Linked DNA regions of Mus musculus: region 2 is linked to region 1. Evidence: chromatin contacts called from public promoter capture Hi-C data. All regions are on one chromosome and are shown on one strand. Each heading gives the region's core, a stretch centred on a gene start, on an enhancer-like site or on the middle of the called end of the contact. The rest is flanking DNA. Distances are from core to core; before and after follow the strand shown.

Region 1 (3,593 bases), core at 639-3,138:
CTCCAGCAATCTTGAAAAAGCTGAAGATGGTAGTGTGTGGCTGTTTCCCAACACTAAGACATGCAGATAGGAGGCTCCTTGGAGCTCACTGACAGCCATGCTAGCCAGTTGATGAGTTCTAGGTTATATTATAAGAAACCCTGTCTCAAATTATTAGATAGAGAGTGATTGATGAAGGCACCTGATATTAACCTCTGTGCTCCAAATGCACATATGTCCATGATGTAACACACACACACACACACACACACACACACACACTTTCTTCTATTGAAAAACATTATTTGAAACAGAGTTTCACTATGCAGCCCAGGCTGGCCTAAAATTTGCCCTATTGCACAGGCTGGCTTTACAGTCATTCTCATTCTTCAGCCGAGGTTGTAAGTATGCTGTACAATGCTCAGCATTACTTCAGTCTATTTCTAAACGTCCAAAGATGTTTAGTTGTGACAGAGCCGGAAAGTAGCTGAAGCCACTTGCTCTCGGGTCCTTCTTGGGTCACAAAGAACAACCAGGTTATATCATGCCACTGCAGTCAGTCAGTTATGGGAGGGCTGATTTCCTAGTGGCTCAGAACTCCTGTAGAGATAGTAGGGAGGGTAAGGCTGAAGGGACAACCTGTCATTTGATTTGGTTCCAGGGCTGCACTGTCTCACAGTGGGAGTCCTGGGGTGGTTCCAGAAGGGAATGGAGCATTCCTGGATGATGCACACAATGTCAGTGAATGGAGAGAAGTCCTCACAGGTGAAGAGATTCCCTTTGAATTTGAAGCCAGAGGAAAGTTACGACACAGGTAAAATATGGTTGTTTATTCTTTTTCATGGATTTCATGGCATGGATATAAATGTTTGTCCCTGGTGTTTTGTCTTTCACTATTTGTCTTTCACTGACTTGAATGTTTTGTTGTTCAAAGATACTTTGAAAGTGACTGTTTCCTCTTAGAATATAGGCTGTCATGCCATCTTGGAAAAACATTTCTTTCTATTCCCATTTTCTTGGTGTGTGAGAAGATAACTAAGTATTTCAGAGTTTGGACAAAAGCTAGGTACATACTCACACTCAGCTCCATTAAACCCTGTCCGGGTCTCTGTGTAGGCGACCGAGCCTGAAAGCTGCCCAAGTGGATGATGTGCAGTTCTCAAGCTTGATTATCTCAGTCTTAAGATACATTTATGCCGCACACTTTCTGTGAGCAGATAGGCCCAGGATGCAGAGCTAGGAAAAGCAAGCAGTGTACGATTACCTCTTCAAGGGGTACTGCTGACCCAGTCACTCCTGGCGCAGCCAGCTAGAGGACTTGGCACAAATACAGATGAAGGCTTTAATTCCATTTCCTGAAAGATAATAAAATGTCCAGTAAGGTATTACCTCACTATTTGCAAGTATTTTTAAATGGAAAGGCTGTCTAGGGTGTAAATAGGTGAAGGCTTAGTGTTTGAGCCTTGGACTGATTCTGGGAAGCTGAAGTGGAAGAGGCTGGCTTCAGGCCTGAGCCCATATGCAAACCTCCCTCACAACAAAGCCTTTCTTCCTCTTGTTCTGCCTGCACGGGTTAGTCCTGACTGGTGAGGGTTTTGAATGTATGGGTCTGGGTCTCTGGGAGTCCTTTGGGGGTGGGGGTAAAATCTCTATGCTGGATACATTTTCAGGGTGCCCTGTGCTTCAGGAAGCTCTTGTTAATAGTATCTTTCAATAAGCCCTGCCTCTTGCATCAGAGAGGGCTTGGTGTCATTTCCATCTTAGTTTCCATGTAACCCACTGTACTGCTTGAACTCATCAAAATAAATGCATTTTTTGGCATTTTCCCCTTGGCATACTGTCCCTATGCTGCCCTCCTCCCTTCCTGTCAGCCTCAAGTTCAGTTCCCCATTTCAGCTTCAGCCTTCTGGCTTGAATTAGGCAAAATCTAAAATAGAATTAAACGTGCAATTTCCTCCTATTCCTTCTGTTCTGCCCACTGCCTTCTGCTCCAGTTTCAGCTGAGCGCTTGTACACTCTTAACTCCAAGGGCACTGTCTCCCAGGCCTGTCTGTGGTTGTGTAGGGCCTGAGCCAAAAAACTGGATGTGTTCCTTAGAGGAGTAGAATTTTCAACAAAGGAACTAAAAAGACAAAGCTTACGTACCCCAAGAGCATGGTTACGTGATTCAATGGCCAGGACACTCTGATCATTCCATTCAGCTGATTGCCACTGACATTATTTCATGAAGATTAGGTAGGTGCTGCTGGGAGCCCTCTGGCAAGCATACAGATTTTCATGGTTTATGAGAAGAGGGCAGATGCCCCTTGCTCCAGGCCTTCTGCATCTCACCAGTAGCCGTCAGCATAAAAGCCAGTTAAACTGTCTTCCTGACTTCTCTCACCAGGTAATGCTGAGAAGGCTTAACTGGCTTTTACATCATTATAAAATACAATCAGGTTGGAGTCTCTGCTCCTAATTTCCTGTCTTTTTGAGACTGGGCCTTTTCTGATCCTCTTGACAGACATACTCACGACCTGCGCATCCATCAGCTGCAAGTTCGAGTGAATGGCTGGGAGCAAGTGAGCCCAGTGTCTGTGGACAAGGTCGGGACCTTCTTCCGATATGCAGCACCAGACAAAAATTCCTCTTCCTCTACGGTGAGTGGCTGCTGTTTGGTGTCATGCACACTCTGCCAGGCCAGGTTGTTACACAGTGAAGCTTGCAATAACCTTGCTCTGTTGAAGTGCTTTGCTCCCCTGTGTCTAAGAAGAAAAACATCAGAGTATTGTCTCAGGAGTGAGTGTTAGGAATCAATATGAAGATCAGCCAGCTAATGGTTGACATCAGTAGAAAACGAGGTGGGAATTTGGCAGCAACATGTTGTTTCATGTAGGTAGATATCTTCTTCTCTGATCATAGTCTGGGAAACTTCCCTCTGTCTATGGGGGATGAGTTTCAAGGTTTCACCTGCCCCACCCCAGACCCAAATCGTTGGTGCTCAAGTCTTTATTTTTTTATGGCAGAGTGTTTGCACACAGTCTATGCGTATCTTCCAGTAAACTTCAAGTGATCTAGAGATCACATTTCCACAAAAGTACTGTGGGAAGCAGTTGCTAATACTGTATTATTTAGAAGCTAGAGATGAGGAGAGAGATTGTATGTGTGACCATAGTAGGCCTGACCACACATCAAATGGTCTGGGCTTGGTTGAGTTTGAGGATGTGAGCCCTGTGTATATAGAGGGCCAACTGTCTTGGCTGTTCTTTATGTATAATTAAGCTTTACCATTTGCATGCATCTTCATATTATATTGCTCTTCCATGGTCCTTTTAGCTCTATGTTTCTAAATCCTATGTAGCATTGCTATTTATTGTCTAATCACACTTAAGTTCACCTGCTTCTCCCTGGCCTTTCAACCTGGGGCTGGGGGGCAGGGGGCAGGATGCAGGCAGCTTCCCCAGCTGCTGGTATAGGCAGACGCCAGTGTTCTGGTGATGCAAGTACCTTATGTGCCCCTGTGCCATATTCATGTTTTGTTAGGCAGGTGACCTGCTTTTGAGCATCAGTGATGAAGCAAACACTGTAGAGACACTGCAGCTTTGCTCATGAGAGATACTTTTGGAGAACTCCTT
Region 2 (3,157 bases), core at 20-2,519, 220 kb before region 1:
CATGCCTGTTTTCTCGGTGTTGGTTTCTATGTTTGAAAACAAAGCAATACCAGACAAAAGCAGTGAGCACCTGCTAGTCAGTGCTCAGCAGTGACCATGTGCTGCCAGTACTCACAGAAGCAATCAGGAGAGCCTGGAGTCCGAGGAGCCCCACATTCGAACAGCAGCTTGGGGAATAGAATAAGGCAGACTTCAGGTGAGGCTCCAGGGTGCCAGCTATATCCACCAGGCAAAAAAGGGCAGGGATACCTGTGGATTGATTAACATATGCCCTAGTCTTCACATAGTTCGTTCACTGGTCAGTCCACCCACCTGCCTACCCATGCTCCATGCAGGCATCCACTAATCCATCTATTGCTTTATGCATCCATTTCCCCTTTACCCCATATCCATTCATTCCCTCATCTCATCAGTCCTCCCATCATCTACCTACTCATCCATCTACCCATCCATCCATATATCCATTACCTAATCTCTTCATTCATTCCCCAACCCTCCCACTCACTTAACCATTCACAGATATCTTTTCATCCATCCACCCATCCCTTCATTCTGTGACCCTCTCATCCATTTACCATCCGTCCACTTCATCACTCATTTGTTCTCTATTCACCTACCCCATCTGCCCATCCATCCTTCCTTGCTTCCATCCATCCATCCATCCATCCATCCATCCATCCATATTCCAATCCACGTGTTCTCTTTCCACTCATCCATCAATTCATCCATCCCCTCATCCATTTATGCATTTGTTCTCATCTTCCTCACCCATCTACCCATCCATCCATTCCCTCATCCTCCCACCCACACTTCCATCCATTTGTTCTCTATTCGCCCATTCATTCCCCGTGCAGGGCTGGCTTTACTTTACAGCAAATGTTACAATGAAGAAGTGCTCATTTTTCTCGAAACTCTCCTCACTCTGTCCCTTCCAAAGAATCCTGATGATGTGGGCTTAGAATCTCACCCTTCCTGGGGGTGGGGAATGGGGCTAGAGGCCTCAGGATTCTGTACCTCTCAGACTCCTGAGTCCTGTACCTTTAGAGCTGAGCCGGCTTCCCGGTTCCTCTTCAAATCCGGGGCGGATCATTCAAAACGCAGGGGAGCCCCCTGCGTGCGTGCGCTGTGGCTAGCCCTGAGTCATCTCTGCACGTGGTGGCCCCTTCTCTCTTAGGCTTCACAGGCAGGCAGATCGCTGCATCACAGGTGGTAAGAGGGTGGGGGAGGGAAGGATTAGGGCTGAACCCGAAGAAGGGTTAGGAAGGCGCAGTCACATTAGAAGTGATTTCACCGCGGGAGAGTCAGGGTGCCGGCAGGTGGCCAGGCGCTGGAGACTCGGGAAGCCAAGATGAGCGCCCTACTCACCGCAGCGGGGTTGCTGTTCCTGGGGATGCTTCAAGCCTTCCCAACGGTAAGGGAATGACAGTAGCCCCGGACACTGTGCGAGAGCAGTGGCTAGAGTAAAGGAGGACAAGGCAACCTCTCACCTTATTCCCCAACTCAAACTAGAGTGAGGGGGCACAGGAGGCAACTAAAATATGCAAGCATCCACAGGTGGGTGGATAACTGAAGAGTAAAGTTAGAGCTTCTCTCGTCACAAACGCAGGTAGTCGATAGTTGGGAGCAGTTTGCTCCTTCATTATCCGTGAGTTGAACCCGGAGCAAGAGAAAGCTGTTCCTTTCCTGTTCTGTTACTGCTGCCCCAGAGGGGGTCCTGGATAGAGAAACTTGAGTATGCCCTTGTTTTGCCAGAGGATGATAACGGGTTGTTTGTGCATCCGTAGGCTGGAAGGGCTGAGGAAAGAGAGGAGGGGGTGAATGAGAGCAAAGGTGGGGGTCTGGCCAGCTGGTGATGTGGGCTGGGTGCCCTGGAGCAAGCACATGGTGGATATTTGTCCCAGGAGCAAGTCAGTGCTGTCTCTGGTTCTATAGTTGAAAGCCCCAGAAATAAGTCTGGTCAATGAGTTAGGAAAACTGAACAATTCCTAGGGGCCAATGCCACACTAGGCATTAGTGTGTGGGAAGGAGACAGGACTTTGAAGAGCCACTCAGATAATCTTCTTTACGGAACCTAAGGTCTACATGGAAGAAAAAAGTGCATGGCTGAATGGTAGCTGGGGGAGGGAGACAAGGGACAGCAGCAGGCTTGCTGGACATGAGGTGTCTCTGCTAGAGAGGTGTGAAGACAAGGGAGGAGAGAGGGCAGGAGAGAGATGGTAGGAAGGTGTCCCTTTCATCTCCAGTGGGCAGTGTGACACCTGCCCTGCAGAGGGCAGAAGTGAGCAGAGGAGCCGTCCTACCCTACCTCACCCCCATGCCCGAAGCCCTCATTCGGGGAAGGTAAGAGTTTGGAGCAACAAGGACCCTGGAAGATGAAGGAAAAAGTAGGATGTGAAAGTGGGGAGGTTTGGTTTCTTTTCTCCTACTAAGTCGAAACATTTTTTGATCAGGGCATGGCACATTCTTACATGAGTATGTAGGTTTAAGGACAACTCTGGGAGTTGGTTCTCTCCTTTGACCCTGTGGGTTCCAGGAATAGAACTCAGGTCATCAGGTTTGGCAGCTAGTGCCTTTACCCACAGAACCATCTCACAGGCCTGTGAAAACATGTTTTACAATTAAAGCCGTGTACTTACTACTACCTGGAATGTGTGAAAATGCCCCCAAACAAAAAAGTATAAATGCTATGATAGAGCTAATTGTTTTATACCAATATCTTCTAAGCTGTAAGCATGTTCTTGTTTTACTGCTATTTACAGCATCTATAAAAGCATATCTGTATTTGGATCACTTTTATAGAAATATATAGGGGTTTCTCTTTTTATTTATTTATTTCAATTAATTAATTATTTTTCGAGACAGGATTTCTCTGCGTAGCCCTGGTTGTCCTGAGATTCACTCGGTAGAGCAGGATGGCCTTGAAATCACAGAGGTCAGCCTGCTTCTGTCTCCTGAGTGCTGAGATTAAAGGCATGTACTACCAACTGCTTTTTTTTTTTTTTTTTTTTTTTTTTGGACAAGGTCTCATGTAGCTCAGGTTGGCCCCCAGTTTGCTATGTAGCCAAGGATGGCCTTGAACTGGTCCTTCTCCTTCCACTTCCTGATTGCTTAGGTTGCAGGTATGCACTACCATATGCCATGTATGCAGTGTATGAGA

The links. Promoter capture Hi-C pulls out the DNA fragments that hold promoters and counts their contacts.
Region 2: a contact with region 1 is called in a promoter capture Hi-C map of macrophages, with 5 read pairs. The contact joins the promoter of Tnfrsf8 here to the enhancer-like site in region 1. A contact is called at or near these places in 5 of 39 promoter capture datasets (the C10 cell line, embryonic stem cells, liver and 2 more), 1 of 115 datasets of contacts at active chromatin or transcription factors (embryonic stem cells) and 4 of 9 other capture datasets (adipose tissue, embryonic stem cells, liver and 1 more).

The regions. Positions count from the first base shown.
Region 1 is chr4:145,095,211-145,098,803 of GRCm38.p6, reverse strand. It overlaps Vps13d (vacuolar protein sorting 13D), which reads left to right. Exons shown (of 70, transcript NM_001276465.1): 42 at 641-793; 43 at 2,483-2,618. Among named protein-coding and RNA genes, the nearest start is that of Vps13d, 98 kb to the left of the region's middle. Within about 2 kb of position 1,888, at least 54 of the 459 cell types and tissues checked have an H3K27ac peak or open chromatin away from gene starts, as enhancers often do. A contact at or near this core is called in adipose tissue and macrophages, where this site is marked.
Region 2 is chr4:145,313,276-145,316,432 of GRCm38.p6, reverse strand. Tnfrsf8 (tumor necrosis factor receptor superfamily, member 8) reads left to right here and starts at 1,269. Exons shown (of 13, transcript NM_009401.3): 1 at 1,269-1,411. The coding sequence starts at 1,349.